Linked DNA regions of Rattus norvegicus: region 2 is linked to region 1. The links are chromatin contacts, called in public Hi-C maps. All regions are on one chromosome and are shown on one strand. Each heading gives the region's core, a stretch centred on a gene start, on an enhancer-like site or on the middle of the called end of the contact. The rest is flanking DNA. Distances are from core to core; before and after follow the strand shown.

Region 1 (2,664 bases), core at 46-2,545:
CCACAGTAAAGTAAGCGTAAGTCTCTTGCCTCTAATGGCACCAACATTGTAGAAAGAAACTGTAGAGATAAAAAGATAACTGTCCTTTGTATCTGCAGAAGACTGGAGCCCAGGAACCCAGAAGATAACAAATCCAGAGATGATTAAGTACCTTACATAAATGTTGTGACATTTGCATATTCTGCATGTGCAGTCTCCCATTAAATCACCCCTACGTTACTTACACTAGCTAGTACAATAGAAGTATTTAGGGGGTTGTTATGGGGGGAATGAATTATTTTAAGCATGTACATGTTTAGGACGCATGCAGCCGTCACAAGCCTAATTAAATTTATGAGCTGTGGTTGGCACGAAGGAAAAGCCCATGAAGTAAAAGAGTGGGTTGAGACTGCAAGGGTGTCCCTTTACATAGCCCAGCCATGGCTGCCTCTTAGAGCAGCCTCTTGTGAGCAGAGACTTGTGTGATGACAGGGAAGTGAGCCACTCAGACACAGAAAGGAGACTTCTGGGCAGAGACAACAAGTCCACAGGTTCTGAAGGGGACCCTAGTAGAGCTGTAACGGGGATAGGAAAGGATAGACAGGAAGCAAACAATATAAAATGGTCTCAGAATGGAAAAGGGTGTGACAAAGTGTAGGATTTTAGTCAAGAATGATGTAAAACATTGTGGAGGGTGTTCTACAGAGAAGGAGCTGAGCCTGATTTATGGGTTTTTTGGGTTTTTTTTTTTTGTTTTTGGCTTGGTTGGTTTGTTTTGCAAGACTGGGTTCTTTGCGTAGTCCTGGCTGTCCTGGAACTCACTCTATAGACTAGGCTGGCCTCCACCTGACTGTGCCTCCTGAGTACTGGGATTAAAGGTGTGTGCACCACCACCCTGCTCTGATTTATGTTTTAAAGCAATTATTATAACTCTTATGCAAACAGGCGTCCATACCAGAGGCCAGTTAGACGGTGCCACAAAAGATCCCAGAGGCCTTGACCACAGCGGAGGAAAACAGAGCGATCAGGTTTGGGTGAACATTGTAAACAGAACTAAGGTCGTTACATTTAACATAGGATGTGAGTGAACTGAGGACCGAAGCTGTAGGCATAGGCGGCAAGAACGCCATTTCCTGGGCTAGGAGAGACTGTCAGCAACGCCTCTGACATTTCAAGTAGCGAATGAGAACGCCTGCTCTGGGCATGTTTAGCAAACGTGTTAGGCAAACAGGAAAGAAATGTCAAATAAACCACGGACACCAACGTCTGGAAAGAGATCACACAGAAGGAAGATCAGGGCTCAGAGTGTCCATTCTGGAGTTATCAGCGTTTGGGCTGATACTTATCACCTGCAGACCTGAGACGACCCAGAGACAGAGAGAGAGAAGGGGGCAAAGTCCACGTCAGGTGACTCGTAAGTGACGTAATAGAAGAAATCAACTGGAGTCAGTGGAGTCAGTGGTGCTACAGATCAAAGGGGGAACAAGGGCTAATCATTAGACCTGTCAACACAAAGGTCTCTAGTCTCAGCAAAAGATGTAGGACACAAAAGCTAGAACAAAACGGGGTTAAGACTGAAGATGGAGAGAGCGACAGAGAAAGCATATTGATTTGAGAAGTCAGGTATAAAAGGAGGCAGCAAAATGAGGCAGGGAGCAAAAGCAAAAGCTTGCTTTATTATTGATTATTGAAAAATTGAAGGACATGTACATATATATATGAATATATCTATTTTCTGTTTTCTAAGCTATTTTAAAGTTTAAAATTACTTGAAAACTTTTTTTTAACAAGACAAGTACACAATCTCCAGAAAATAGGTAGTTGCTAAGCAAACCCTGTGATGGGAGCCTTCTACACACTAAGGACTCATCCTATATGCTAAGGATATGTCAGATTTTAAAACAAATCTCTCTTCCCTCATGTGTGCACTTACAAAAAGAATTCATCAGAGACCATGATGTGCAGGTGCAGGGGACAGGACAAAAGTCAGAGTCAGGGTGCACATCCCAGGTGGAAAGCAGGAAGGTGAGCCCAGTGAGGTACAAGAGGAAGATGTCTCTTCTCATTGTTTTTTCTCAGTTAAAGGTGGGGGGGTGGCACACACACACACACACACACATACACACACACACACACACACACACACAAAGAAGGAAATGTAGTAGTCTAGAAGAGCAGACAGTGACAGGCACAGACTAAGGGTCCAGATGACCACCACATTAATAGCCACAAATGCAAAGTCATAGCACTCAGCATGTGGTACCTGTTTCTAGTTACAGTCGATGGTCAGGCACAGATACAGTAGGCAGAAGTGGATTCAACCCAGACTGGGATGGTGCCAGGTAAATATACAATACATTTGCCCAGGAGGAGTTCTGGTAAATATTACAGAATAAGAGGCCTATAGACGTACCACAGCATAGATCTGAAGACATGGGTTAGACTCATGGGTGCTCTCAATGATAATAAGTGATCTGAAACCTACACACACACACACACACACACACACACCCCTGAACACACACACACACACACATACACACACATACGCACATACACATACACACACATGTTGTGGTTTGCCCTGAAGCTATCTGTATTTTGATGCTAATTCCACTGCCCCAAGGACAGCTGCCTAGTCACGTACTCAGGACTCAGGTGACTTCACCAGAACCACCTCTCCAT
Region 2 (2,664 bases), core at 123-2,622, 130 kb before region 1:
GAAGGAAGGGAGGGGGCAAGAGGGAGGGAAGAAAAGAGGGAAGGAGGCAAGGAGGAAGAGAGGTTGGGAGGGAAGGGAGAGGGAGGGAGGAAGAAGGGAGAGGGAGGAAGGAAAGAAGAAGTGGGGACAGAGGAAGGAAGGAAGAAGAGGAATAGGGGGGAGGGAAGGAAGAAGGAGAAAGAGAGGGAGGGAAGGAGGAAGAAGAGGTTGGAAGGGAGGAGAGGAAGGGAGAGGGAAGGAGGAAAGAGGAAGGGAAGGAGGGAGGAAGGAGGGAAGGAAGGGAGAAGGGGAAGGAGGGAGTCTAGACCTGAGTCTAGCAGTACAATAACTTGAAAGGCTACAAGTCTACAAGTTTAACAACTACCTAGGCTAAAGAGTGAATTTCCGGCCATCTTGAGAAAATCAGTAAGGCCTGGTCTTAAAATGAAAATAAATAGATAAATAAAAGATGGCTAGGGATATAGTCAGTAATAAAGTTCTTCCTTACCATGCGTGAGACCCTAAGTTCAACCACTCCAAACAGAGGAACAGCCCTCATAGATCCCAGGCCCGAGTTCACCGGGCTCTGCTCAGCTTATGCACCTTGCAATGCTAGCAAAGACTAAGGATGCTCTGCGGTCTGAGAAGGATGTATTTCTGGACCTTCTTCGTAAAGCAGAAGCTACATATTTAGTTCACTTCTGCCAACAAAATGAGAAAAACATAGTGGTTTTATCATAAGGCGGTAGAATAAAGTAGTTAGCTGTGAGGAGAGGAAATTAGACAGATAGAGCAGGATGAGGACGAAAGCACGCTTTGATTTCTGTTTGGCTTGTTTTATTTATTTTAGTTGTGTGTGTATTTATCTGTCAAGTCTAGAGGACCTTAGGTCACCCAGTGGGCCCCAAAATGGGAGTGTAGCTGACGATGTCCTAAAATCATGACCCTGGGCCCAACCCAGGCCTTCTTACAAAAGGAGTCTCACCGTGTAAACAGAAACCTAAACTCAGCATTCATCAGAAACCTTGTGACCCTCTTGTTTCGGCTCGTCAGGAAAACCTCTACTTCTCTACCAGGACATCAACTGCTGAGGTCAAAGGGCATCCAGTTCCCAATTAACCTGAACAACGTGCACCAGCTCAAAACCCAGCTGACTGCCACACAAAGTTTGTTTGCTTTCCCTTCAAGATGCTGCTCTCTGCTCTTGTGAAACTGGCAGTTTTGCCATTGTCCCCCCCCCCCCCCAACCCCCCGGTAAACTGTTTTCCTACCCTTGGATGATTCACGGTTCAATGATTTCACCATGCTTGATTACAGGAACCAACTTTGCTGTTTCTCGGGAGTCAGGTTACATGACATGCTTTCCCGGAGCTCTCCAATGAGGGTAGACTGGCTGCTCACCTAGGGCCGGGGATCTGCGTGTCTCTGCCATGCAGGCATTGGGATTGCAAGCAAGGGCCACCATACCCTGCTCCTCTAAATGAGTATCGAGGATCAACCTCAGGTCCACGTGCACGCAAGGAAAGCCGTTTTGCTGACTGAGCCATTTCCCAGCCCGTCTCCCCTCTGAAATCTTTTTTTTTTTTAAATTTTTAATCAAGTGGATATATTCCTACTTCAAAACTATTGAAATATTTTTTACTTTTATTAATATTTTAAAAGATAAACTGTTACGTTGTGCTTATCAGTGGGTTTCTTGGTGTTCCCTTTGACCTGGGCGTGGCTAGAAGGCACATGTGCTAGTGCTTGGTCCCTAACTGAGCACTGTTAGGGGTGGCAGAACTTTTGAGAAGCAGGCCCCAGTGAGAGCTGTGGGGGCGCCGTGCGGCTGTGCTCTTGGAGAGCTCTGTGGAATCCTTGAGCTTCCTCCTCACTCACTGTGGCTTCCTGCGTGTGAGGGAGCCAACCTTTTTTCTGCCACGTTTTCTCTAGATTGCCATTCGGACTCGGCACACGCTGAGTTACAGATCCAGCCCTCACAGAGTGGAAAATCCAAACGGAACAAAACAGACCTTCTGCTTCCGAGTTGATTATCTCCTGCTCGTGTCACAGTAATGGGAAGCCAGTCATAGAATCACAAAGCATAATCTAATCCTGCCAGAAAAATTCACATAATTACAGTCCTAAAGCAGAAAGTTTCATTTCAGGCGTTCACATATTTTAAGGGACATCATTCTATTGAGACAACAATATTCTGACTGGGTGATTCATAAGGAATTGAAGTTGATTTTTTTTCCCTCGAAGTTCTGGGAACTGAGGGCCTAGCAGGAGGGAGGCTTATGATAGGAGTGTCAAGCTGCTACAGCTTGCTACAGAAAGCAGAAGGTACAAGCAGGCACATGCAAAAGAGACAACAAACACTACCTAGGGCAGCCTTCCTCCTCACTCCAGGAGAAGCTCGCCAGCCCTTGTGACCTATCTCATGAAGATTCCACCTTGCAATATTGCCGTGGTGAGAAATTATGCTCCAGTGTGAACGCTGCTGGGGACAAAACAGTCTGAAACTAGAATCAAGGACGTGCCTATATTTATACTGAAATGGAATTAATTCATTAAAAATAATAAATAAGTTTTAGTTCCCCACCCCACAAAGCAAAACAAAAAGCTGTTAAACAATCATGAAAGGAACTTATAAAGAGCTGGAATAGTATTTGTGTTTTAAGTAATATGGAAAGACATCCACAA

What was found. A called contact is a pair of places that touch in the nucleus more often than the background predicts.
Region 2: a Hi-C map of liver shows a contact between it and region 1, with 9 times the contacts expected there. The contact joins two enhancer-like sites. A contact is called at or near these places in 2 of 12 Hi-C or Micro-C datasets (kidney and liver).

Annotation. Positions count from the first base shown.
Region 1 is chr1:20,866,227-20,868,890 of GRCr8, reverse strand. All of the region lies in intron 1 of Rbs10l2 (ribosomal protein S10 like 2), which reads right to left. All of the region lies in intron 11 of L3mbtl3 (L3MBTL histone methyl-lysine binding protein 3), which reads right to left. Among named protein-coding and RNA genes, the nearest start is that of Tpt1l3, 59 kb to the left of the region's middle. Within about 2 kb of position 1,295, at least 3 of the 93 cell types and tissues checked have an H3K27ac peak or open chromatin away from gene starts, as enhancers often do. A contact at or near this core is called in liver, where this site is marked.
Region 2 is chr1:20,996,314-20,998,977 of GRCr8, reverse strand. No RefSeq gene overlaps it. Among named protein-coding and RNA genes, the nearest start is that of Samd3, 30 kb to the right of the region's middle. Within about 2 kb of position 1,372, at least 5 of the 93 cell types and tissues checked have an H3K27ac peak or open chromatin away from gene starts, as enhancers often do. A contact at or near this core is called in liver, where this site is marked.